Linked DNA regions of Triticum aestivum: region 1 is linked to region 2. The links are chromatin contacts, called in public Hi-C maps. All regions are on one chromosome and are shown on one strand. The core of a region is the stretch at or near the end of the contact, and the rest is flanking DNA. Distances in the headings are between cores, read along the strand shown. Region 1 holds the start of LOC123136726 (3-oxoacyl-[acyl-carrier-protein] synthase, mitochondrial). Region 2 holds the start of LOC123136723 (MLO-like protein 1).

Region 1 (5,890 bases), core at 1,270-3,769, 170 kb after region 2:
TAGACATTTCAAATGGACTACCACATACGGATGTATGTAGACATATTTTAGAGTGTAGATTCACTCATTTTGCTCCGTATGTAGTCATTTGTTGAAATATCTAGAAAGACAAATATTTAGGAACGGAGGGAGTAGAATTTATGTGAATTGCTGAAAATCTGCCACTTGATTGTTCATAGCTCCGTATGTAGTCATTTGTTGAAATATCTAGAAAGACAAATATTTAGGAACGGAGGGAGTAGAATTTATGTGAATTGCTGAAAATCTGCCACTTGATTGTTCATGAAACAATTCTGTTTCTTTGTTAATGGAACAGTTCTGTTTCTTTGTTAACTGTGCAGACAGGAGAGGCCGCGATGGCGATGACGCGCCACTTGAGGAGCAGTTTGAGATGCGCGAGTTGGCACGGTTACTTGGTTGTATGGTTGTTCAAGGGCCTTCTCTCAACCTCGGTATAGTATTAAGGTTGTATGTTAGGCATGATGTTTTGCTGCTGCTTGTGACCTCTATTCTACCATGAGGCGTGATATATGATTCTTGTGTCAAGTTCAGAGCAAGGAAAGAGCAGGGAAGGCAGCGCTGTTTCGCCACAGATTGTTTGCCTGTTGTTGTCTGGTTGGTGAGTGAAAGCGAGACGTGGGAATACTAGCGATTAACTTGTGCTCGGAGCTACTGGAATTGCGGCCATAACGCTACGATTTGTCTCCACGTGTCTGCTGATTGTAGGTTTTCCTTCTGTTTGTGAGAGCTTCTCCAACAACTAGCCGTTGGGGTAAATTTTAGGGCACAAAAAAGTGACTTTTAGGACACTAAAAATTGTTCTTCTCCAGCAATTGTCCTATTTTAGGGCACTCAGATATACTAAAACATCCGAACTACTTGATCACATTGCACACATGCAAACTTTCAATTGTTCAAATATCTAAACATTCAAACTTACAAATCTCCAAATAGTTTTAAACATGCAATGATCTAAACATGCAAACATTTGAATTTAAACATAGTAGACTCCTCATCACTCTCACGCGCAAGGCTATCCTAGTCAATGTCAGAACCCTCGTCGTTGGACTCCACCTTAATCATCTATGAAGGCCTTAGCTGGTCCTCCTTACCATAGCACTATTTAGCCTTGAGAAAAGCCCCTTTCTCATCAACATCTCGACTTCGCTCGTTGTTTGAGGAGATCAGATCTATCCCGGGAATCCAAGGATGCAGAAATATGAAATCGAGCACAGATTACAGGAAACAAGCATACAATCTTACCTTCTAGGGAGTCGAGGAACAACAGATGAGATAGCCAGGGGGCTGGGTATTAGGTTTCCTTTTCCGGTCGCGCTCATGGTCCCTCTTCTAGAACCACTCTGCCTTGTACTGCACGAGGTGCGGATTTTCTGCTCTGAGCCTCACAATGGCCGCCTACTCACTCTCCCAGGTATCCCGCTCCTCGAGGACACATCAGGTCTCCATCTCTCGCGGGGCAGGACACAATGGTCACTAGCGGCCCGATGAACCCCGCATCCTCCCGCGTCTCGATCTTTGCTTGCGTTCTCCACCGTCTCAAAGCTGCCGAGCCAATACCGTCGACCGTTGCACTGAAACTCGACTGAAAGGATCGAGATGGACCTAGAGGGGAGGATGGTGAGTAGGTACACTTACAAAATTTAATATTTACTCCCTTTGTAAAGAAATATAAGATCGACGGTATATGTTTCTTTACGGAGGGAGTATTAGTTAGCAATTTAGTCCATATGCGGAATATGAAAGTGAGCGTAACAATTTGCAAAGGTGTTTCTAATGCTACCAGTAGCAATATAATCAACAACAGCCAATTACAATATAACAAGTAAAGACAAGGAGACAAATAAATCACAAGTAAGAAGCCAGGGTTAGTGATAATTAACTGAAACTCTAGAGACGAGGATATATCCCAATATTCACTTCCTTGAAGGGAACCTAGTCACTGTTGGAGCATTGGAGTTACCCTAAATCCAGGCTTCCACCTGCCCCTCTCTATGTGAGCAGAGCATGACTTGGCCCACCCTTAAACGTGTGTGGCACGACATGAAAAATGGTTCACGGCGGCATGTTTATAAACGGGTCATCCCATTGCCGACACCTGTGCCGCACTTTCAGGCCTAGGTATGACACAACTGCTAAACGGGCCGACACGACAGGAAACAATGGTCAGCGGCAACACGTTTATAAACGGGTCGTGCCGTGCCGGCACACGTGCCGCACTTTCAGGTCCACGCATGACATACTTGCTAAATGGGCCGGCCCGACACAACACGTGTGTCGGTTGGCCCGCGTGCTATTCAGCTTTTGGGCTGTTTTGTGCCTATTTTTGGCATTTTAGGTTGTTCAAAAATAAAAAAAAGTTCAAATATAAACGGGCTGTGCCAGCACACGGGCCTTGCCTCATGCTGGGCCGGGTACACACGACGTGCCAGGTACGCATGATTTTGGCCCGGCCCGCGTAGCACGGCCCAGATGGCCAGGTCTGCGTGCGAGCTTAGAACAGCCGATGCCCTGGGCCCCCAGGATAGTCAGCTTCGCTGCAGCGCCTGATGAGCATGCTCCGCCGCGCTCTCCTGCTCGGCCACCGCCTCCGCCGAGGCTTCTCCTCGGGTGCGGACCTGCCTCCGCCGCGCCCATCTGCCAGCCGCCGCGTGGTCGTGACGGGGCTGGGGGCCGTCACGCCACTCGGCCGCGGCGTCGGGTCCACCTGGGACCGCCTCGTGGCCGGAGACTGCGCGGTGCGCGCGCTCGCCGCGGAGGACCTACGCCTCACCGGGGATGCCGCGGGGAGGACGTTGGAGCAGCTCCCATCCAGGGTCGCCGCCGCCGTGCCGCGCGGGAAGGGCGAGGCCGAGTTCGACGAGGAGGCGTGGACCAAGGTTTATGACTGACACTTCAGTAGCCCCTAATCATCCAGTATACATTGGTTTTCCCACTGTTGCCGTGAGATTGGATTGGTGCTCTTTTTTCTGCACATGATTGTTTCACGTGCGATTTATCATATATGAATTGCTAGTTTACATGCTTGATATAATTGATTCGAGAATGGATTTCATGTATAAGCTGCTCAACAGAAATTTAAATGAAGCTGTTACTTTCAGCAAACTATACAAGCTTTCCTGTAGACAATGCTGCAATACAGTCATGTCATAACTGGTACTGATATAAAGACCCTTATCTTCAGTGCCATTAGGAGTAACACAGTCTTCAATGCCACGGCACTTTGCTGAACCTGTTTTTCGTGTCGTTTCTGTCAGATATCTGTATGATTTAAGTAGATAGATTGTCTCTCTTTCTCCCTCTTCTACAACTGGAAATCTGTTGTGTTCTGATAAGATGCTATCGTGTGACTATAATATGCAACTGGTGATGTTATCTGTCTCACAGTTAAACTTTGTTTCATATTTCGAACTGTTGATTTAACATTTTTGTTTCCAGGACAGTAGATCTATATCGGGATTTATAGCATATGCTCTATGTGCAGCTGATGAGGCTTTGAGAGATGCAAATTGGTTGCCTTCAGAAAATGAGAAGAAGGAAAGAACGGTACCAATTGCTTTTGGTGGAAGCTCTTTTCCTTTTTTTGTGTTTTTGCCGAGTTGCTGGATCTAATTAGAACCTTTATCAGGGTGTTTCAATTGGTGGGGGAATCGGAAGCATCTCAGACATTTTAGATGCATCACAGCTGATTGCTGAAAATGTTCGTACCAACAGTCACTGCAATTTGCTTTATTCTCACTCTTTTCCTTCTGTATTGTTAGTCATTGTGCAGCTATAGTGATTCTCCCTTTTATATTATATTGCTATGTGCCGAGTGAGAAATACAGTGTTAGATACAAGCAAAATAATGGCGGCTATCGGCTGGCCACTGGCATTACTGGTGGGCGCCAGTAGCGTTAAGATAAGAAAATTCATCTGATGTTAGCTACTCAAGTACTCCCTCTGTTCACAAATATAAGATGTTCTAAACTTTTTCTGAATCAGATGTATAGAGACACGTTTTAGTGTGTCTGTTCATTCATTTCAGTCCGTATGTAGTCCATACTGAAATAGCAAAAACATCTTATATTTGTGAACGAAGGGAGTAAGTTTGAAGAAAATTGTGAGAAGATATGTTATTTAATCAATGAACAGGAAAACTGAGCGCTAACCGGCCAGGAATAGGATAAAAGGGCAGCCCGGTGCACGTAGCTCCCGCTTGCGCAGGGTCCGGCGAATGGTCTGACCACTTTGGGTCTTTTGTACGCAGCCTTCTCTGCATTTCTGCAAGAGGCTATTTCCAGCGGCCAGGAACGGGATACATTGAATTTTTAGTTTACACTTGATAGTTGAAACTAGCCATTACAAAACTACTTATTGGTGGATGCTACTGGCCAAGACCAGCACTTTATCATATCTGATTTTTTTTAATTCTTCGTTTACATGAGAATCAATCTATTTTTACGTCTTTTCCAAATCTTTGGCCTGCACAATACATGGCTTGCAATATATTCCCTCCGTCCCAAAATAAGTGTCTTAACTTTATACTAGGTTTTATTTTGGGACGGAGGGAGTAACTCATTATCTTCTGGTCACTTCCAGCACTGACGTGTGCAATTTATTTTCTTCTGAATGCAGCGTCTACGCCGTCTCAGCCCATTCTTCATCCCCAAGATTTTGATCAACATGGCATCAGGTCATGTCAGCATGAAATATGGTTTCCAGGTGTACATTGTTATTGTCATATGCCATAGTTCAGGCTTTTGTTTCCATTTTGTATAATTATTGCATGAATCACATTGATATTTAATTATTCAAACCTAGGGTCCAAACCATGCTGCCGTGACAGCTTGTGCCACAGGCGCTCACTCTATTGGTGATGCTACACGGATGATTCAATTTGGAGATGCAGATGTGATGGTGGCTGGAGGAACAGAGTCTAGTATTGATGCTTTATCTATAGCTGGATTTTCTAGGCAAGTATGTTCGCATCTTCACAATTGTTTTGATTTGCTTAATTTCCCAACTACTCTGTCTAGATGCTCCTTAAGGTTTCAATGTACACCTGTTGACTGAAGGTTGTAGGACAAAGTAGAGAACTCATGTTTTTGTCCACAAACCACTCGTGGTCGTGGCTCATAATATCATATGCAAACTTAATCTGTTTATCCAGAAAAACTTAGTTACAGTCACACTCTTGCACTTTTTATCCGCTATCCCCATCACTAGTATTGCCAAAACCATCTTATTTTCACTATAATGTTCTGCAGGTTAAGGGCATTGTCTACAAAGTATAACTCTCTTCCACAAGCATCTTCGAGGCCATTTGATTGTGGCAGAGATGGATTTGTGTACGTCATACTTCTATTGAATCGTATTTTTTACTTCCCTTAGTTTTTCCTTCCTATTGCGCGTTCTTATCTTCCGTCTTAAAAAACCAATAGGATTGGTGAAGGTTGTGGAGTCATGGTGTTGGAGGTGAGTTCAGAGGAAACACTGATCATTTCCTGTTGTCTGTTCTTACCTTTGCTGTTTCCAAGCTGCTGGTTCGCTGTTATTTTATAGGATCAGTCATTTACATATTGAAAAAAATGTCCATAGCACTTTGTTAAAGAGTTTGTCAAAGGACTTAAATCGCCATAGTATTGCTCCTTTAGAAGCTGCTTGGAAGAATGGTGTTTCTTGGTGAAGTTTTGGTATCTGAGTCAAATTTGAACTAAATGCCAAAACTTACCTGCAAATACTCCTTTTCTGACCAGGCCCTTATTGTGTAAACTTTGCTGTATCCTGTATATGGTATATGCAACTTTTATTCTGGAAACTGTCCTATTGCATTTTTGTTTGCTGAACAGACTGTACATCAATTTATTCCTGTGTAGGCACTTGACCATGC
Region 2 (5,886 bases), core at 1,120-3,619:
AATTATAAAACTGCTTGAAGAATGCAATCTGAAATCATATGTGAATAAACCTTTGGAATCATCATACATATAATATACCGAGTTCGCAATTTGAATTCGGGGAAATTTTACTTAAAGAATGCTTCATATAGCACAGAAATATTGCAATAACTATGCAGAAGCTATGATACTCAGCCATAACAAATGTTTTACTGTGGTCAGATCATTGTAGTTAAGGCTATATTAGTGTTTGGTTTAGTCATGATATTGCCTTGTTGCAGAGGGGCCTGAAATAACAAAAAGAAGTGGAACACTGCACTGCACTTCATGCACATGCCATCAAAGTATCTTCATGTCATAATAGCTTTCCCTATCATTGTTATCCTTAGCTGACAATGAACCATCTTCAAGTGTTCTACTCACTTTTTGAAATAACAATTTGACCACAAACTGAATATTCAGTAATTTACTGATGCCTTCCCCTGTTTAATTTCATATATGCAGCCATGGTGTTTAAGATGTAAAAATATGATTTGATAGCACTTTCTCTCTTGCGAAAATAAATTGATAACCACTCAAAAAAGCAGCTTCATTTTACTTGGGTAAACTCAAATAATTCTCATGCCATTGTCATTCGTATTACGAATTAAGGATTTAAAATTGACTTTATAACAAAAGAGAAGCATAAATGCATAATAAGAGGGTTATATTACTTACAATCCATCTTACAGCAGATGGTTTCATCCAGCCTGGCGTCTTTTCACGCTCCTTGATTCTTCCTTGTTGAATTTCTTTCTCCCATTTATTCCACGTTCTCATCTACAAGAGCTTAACCTAAATGTGTTACCTTCACTATCATGTCACATGAAACACGTATTCAGCCCCAGTAATAATAATTAATAGTTAATTAGTTATACCTTAGCTCCACCAAGTAACAGCGTTGTAACACAGAACAAAACATGCACCACACCAAGTACAAAGATAAAGATGTGCAGCTGATGCAGAGCCTCTTCAGATAGCATGGGAACTTCACCCTGCATAAGGGCAGGAATAATGTTTCAGAATGACCAGTCTGGTAAATATCCTTTGCGATTCTTGGGACTGGCAATGTCTAGCAATTAGCATTAAACAGAAGTAATTATGTTTTGCTACTAAGAATACTACATCAACGCTGCTATCAAAGGAAAACAGAAGACACTGAAGCTAGAGTCAGATATTTAGTTAATAATGAACGGCACTAAATTTGATGCCAGCACTATCTTCACAGTTCATGGTCTACCTTTCTCTTGCAGAATGTGGCAGCATCTTCTCTGGCTTTGGACTCTTCAATGCATGGAAGCATGATACGTGCAGCGCTCTCGGGGATGCAAATGCGGTTGATGAGATTTTGACAGACGCTTAGTAGGAAGGAAATGAAACCCAGAATCATCAACTCTGCACAAGTAACCAGCAAATAGATTAGGCAAGACGAACAAACAGTTTTATACGGCAAGAATGAACTGGTACGAGACATTCTGATTTGTGCGTGGAAACTTTTGTTGGTTGGTATCTGATGTTACTCTCCATATTGATTACAATCAGTTCAGCGCAATTTTAAACAGGAAACGACTAGCACATATACAGATCATCAGAAGAACTGTACCTTCAGGTTCTATTAGCCACGGTGCTTGAGATAATTGAGGTAAACATTTGCCGTGATATCGAACAGATAAAAAAGAAGTTATGCAGCAATCTAACTAAATCCGAGGATAATGCTACCTTCTTTGACTCTCTGCAGGGCTGAGAATAGTGCTTCTTGTCCATTGAATTTGAGCACCTGCAGAAAGAAACGTTTCTTATTAGCATATCATCGAAAACTTCAATCAAAATACAAAATTTGCGCATACGCGGAACAGGAAGCAGACTAAATATGCTTTACAAACGTAACAGAGACTATAACAGGAATGCGAAGCAGATGGGTAGGTAGGGGGGCGCTGTGCCTTGCCGAGGCGGTGGAGCAGGCGCTCGGCGGCGAGGGAGATGGCGACGATGACGAGGCAGACGGAGGCGACCACCCACGTCGGCGTGAGCGCCAGCGACTGCGCCTCCTCCTCCTGCCCCATCTCCTCCTCCTCCTCCTCCTCTCCCGCCTTGCCGAGCCGAAGCCGCTACCCGCACCATGTGGCTGATATAGGAGGAGGCAGGCACGCCGGTGGTGGGGCATCACGGCACTGCAGAAGCGACCTGCGCCACGGGCCGGTCCTGCGGCGGGGACAGCGCCCCCGGGGGTCCCGCGAGCGCCCTTTGTCCCGGCGCGGCGCGGGCTGGACGCCGCACGTGACCGTGGCCACGGCCTCTCGACTCCCGTCGCTGTCGTCCCCCGCGAGGAGCCAGGCCCCGCTTCCCTTTCGAGTTTTGTTCCCGCCTGTGGAACTCGTGAGCGGCCGGTCCCTTTCGGGCGCTTCGACGGCGACAGCAGGAAGAAGATGCCAAGGAAAAAAATTTGTTGGCGTGCAATGGACTCTGTTTGGGGGCCCAGTGGGCTGTACCGACGTGGACGGTGGACCTATCGGGAACGCAAGAATGAAACGATGCGCGCACGTGTCCCGTCAGGTATCAAAATGTTTGGACGGGAATCGCCTTGGTGGTGATAGATGACCCGTCCACGATTTTTGTGGCTCCTCTGACGTTGTGTTTGGGTACGTCAGATCATCAAAACCATCCCAAAATATAGCGTTAACGCTCTTATATTATGAGGCAGGAAGCGTGGATTTGTGATAATTCTTGCATTATTATATGTTTCGATTGGATTAGTTGCCTATAGTTTGGATCTGGTTGGTTTTTAAGATTACAGAGTTGAACTGGTTTTATTTGTTGAGCTTTCCAAAATGTTGCTGATATAGCGAAGTGAGCATAGCTTAAATGGTTACTCATCTATGTTTATTATATTTAATACGAAATCATATATTTTGAATTCATTTCAGACTTTTCGACAATGTTTCTTTAGTGGGAGACGAAGCTCTCGTTGATTACGAGATGCGTGTGGAGACTTCGTTAATTTTAAGATTTATCGGTTCGAAAGAGCTCACAAGAGTAAGGTGAATGTTGCCGATATACAAAGAAAATGAGAAGCTAAATGCAAAAGGTTCTTTTCAGCTAAGATTTTGATGTTCAACTAGTGAAAATGACACACCCCTGCCTAGAGCAGATTTTCTAGGACACAACCCGTGTGAACAATTTTTCTAGAGCATATCCATAACCAGCAAATCTTGAGTGACGGGTCAAGAATTCTATCCTCTTTGCTCCACATATGTGATTGTCATGTCGGTATATGCAAATCGACTGCTCATCCCTTCACTCTACATGGTTCCCTGGTCCCTCCTATAGATCTTTAAACGTCACAGTTGCACATAGAGACATATTCATGCGTACTTAACAACAAGAGTGCAATTCTTAATATGTGTTTTAAGATAATTTCTCTTATAAAAGATGAGTTTGAATTTATTTTTCATAAAAAATCAAATTTCAAAAGCAAGTATGAAACAAAATTGAAGGAAACACCAAGTTATGAAAGCAAAGATTCAAAATCCTTGTAGTCTGCTCACGGAAAAGAATTCTATAAGACCAGGTCTCACGGGTTAGCAAGTGAGACTCATCCTGATGGATGACCCGTGGCATTCACAAATCATAAAGCATCTACCCCACCCCCATCTGAAATCAGGGGGAGAGATTAGATGATTTGTGATTTGTGAATGCCACGTGTCATCCATCAGGACGGGTCTCACATGCTTTATATGAGACCTGGTCTCATATAATTTTTTTCCGTCTGCTCACATCCAAGCTAGCATTGGTTGCAATAGCGCAACTGTTGAATTAGTTCAAATCTACTATATCTAAATAGCTAGTCCCCACTACTAGAAATTCTCTAGCTTCTCCTTGAGCCACATCACCCAAATTATTTTAGCCGTTGGATATACTACATTAGTCTACCACAGCCATGAGATCTACACTTGGGAGATGTTGCTCCAAGCTCATGCACGCATGCATGCAATGCCTCTGGTAACTGATGCCTAAACATGCATGCGATCCCCATTTATTTTGTCCATGCGCTACATTTGATATGTGATCACATCGGTTCCTTCAATTAACCTGCCGTTTCATTGTCCCACTAATCGAAAACAAACCGATGTGCGCAAGCTGAGGAGGCTCTCAATCTCTGCTCCCAAACTCCTTGGCTCTACCTCCAGACTCCAGTGTACTTCCCATATGATGCATCAACTTCCACTCCAGCTTCTCATTTGGCTCAGCCTGAACCTTCCCATGCAAACAACATACACACCCCCAATCATGGACCATGGAAGATCGCGTCAGCCTTTCACCGATGACCTCCATACATGTTGCCTGTACGTGGTCTCCCTCATTATCTTCTAGGTCTCTGATTGTTTGTTTTTTCTCCATTCGGATAGTCAAGGCACGCAAAATATGAGCTTAGTTTGCCTCCCTTTCACGTAGTTGGCTCTCCTTTAAATTAATCATTCAATTTACCTCGGTTTTGATTATCACTGCATTTCTACAATTGTATAATCTTGCCTCTGAATTAATGTTTCCTTGAATCAGTCAGTACGTTGCATCATTCCTGTTCAATGGAATGCCCAAGGTGAGAAATTTGGTAGTACACAAGATTGGTCTACCTGAATCAGCAGGTAACACTCTAAAGACCAAGGAGATCCCTCCTCGCCTTTGATCTTCAATTTTGTTGCCGATGCCCTCTCGGCCATGGTGAACAAGGCCAAGGCCGCTGGCCACGTCCGAGGTGTTGTTCCTCATCTGTGCCCCGGAGGGATCACCCACCTTCAATACGCGGACGACACCTTGCTTCTCTTCGAGCCTGACGATAATAGTATAGCCTCGATCAAGCTCATCCTTCTCGCTTTCGAGATCATTTCTGGCCTGAAGATTAACTTTGCTAAGAGTGAGGTGATTGCCATAGGGATGGACGATCACCAGGCCACCCGCATTGCCAACTTACTTAACTGCAAACTAGGGAATTTCCCATTTAAGTACCTAGGCCTTCCCATTTCAGACAAACACATCTCGATCCTCGAATGGGAACCCTTATACGGCAAGGTGGCGAATCGGGTCAGCCCCTGGCATGGCAGGTTCTTGTCCTCTGCGGCCAGGCTGATTCTGACTAATTCCAGTTTGTCCTCCCTGCCCCTGTTTACTATGGGCATGTTCCTGCTGGCCGACGGTGTCCATGCAAAATTCGACACACCCAGGTCTAAGTTCTTTTGGGAAGGAACTGGGAACAAGAAGAAGTACCACCTTATCAAGTGGGCGGCGCTTTGCCGCCCCAAGAAATTCGGTGGTCTCGGAATCCTCAACTCCAAACTCATGAATGTGGCGCTTCTCGTCAAGTGGATCTGGAAACTCTCCCAGAACGAGCAAGGGCTTTGGGCTGATATCCTTCGTGCCAAATATTTTCCAGATGGAAATTTCCTTACCTCAAAGGCGAAGGGATCGCCTTTCTGGAATGGAATCCAGGCTGTTAAGCCTGCCTTCACTTTAGGAGCCAAGTTCACTGTTAAAAATGGGGAATCTATGCGATTTTGGCTCGACCACTGGCTAGGCCCGGAGCCTCTCTGGCAGAGCCATTTTGCCATTTATCAACTGGTCACTAACGTCGACATTTTGGTGGCCGATGCGCTTAGATGCAACCCCCCCGCCATCTCCTTCAAAAGGCCTCTCCTCGCCCATGAACGCGCTAGCTGGGATGGGCTCCTAGCTAAGGTGCAGGGTTTCACCCTTCTCCCCGAGAAGGACACGGTCTCATGGTCCCTCACGAGCTCAGGGAAGTTCTCGGTCCAATCCCTTTATAACAAGCTGACCGAGGGACCGACGCTCGACATAGCTAGGGGGCTATGGAAA

Evidence for each region. Hi-C and Micro-C count contacts between places; a contact is called where the count stands out from the background.
Region 1: a Hi-C map of leaf shows a contact between it and region 2, with 5 times the contacts expected there. The contact joins the promoter of LOC123136726 here to the promoter of LOC123136723 in region 2. A contact is called at or near these places in 2 of 5 Hi-C or Micro-C datasets (both in leaf) and 1 of 1 datasets of contacts at active chromatin or transcription factors (leaf).

What each region holds. Positions count from the first base shown.
Region 1 is chr6B:232,465,951-232,471,840 of IWGSC CS RefSeq v2.1, forward strand. LOC123136726 (3-oxoacyl-[acyl-carrier-protein] synthase, mitochondrial) reads left to right here and starts at 2,520. Exons shown (of 13, transcript XM_044556205.1): 1 at 2,520-2,897; 2 at 3,503-3,564; 3 at 3,647-3,718; 4 at 4,636-4,722; 5 at 4,822-4,973; 6 at 5,268-5,348; 7 at 5,442-5,475; 8 at 5,877-5,890. The coding sequence starts at 2,525. LOC123136724 (protein WVD2-like 7) reads left to right here. Exons shown (of 11, transcript XR_006467247.1): 10 at 342-465; 11 at 553-592.
Region 2 is chr6B:232,294,020-232,299,905 of IWGSC CS RefSeq v2.1, forward strand. It overlaps LOC123136723 (MLO-like protein 1), which reads right to left and starts at 2,370. Exons shown (of 13, transcript XM_044556198.1): 1 at 1,959-2,370; 2 at 1,738-1,795; 3 at 1,259-1,413; 4 at 897-1,013; 5 at 697-798; 6 at 1-28. The coding sequence starts at 2,081.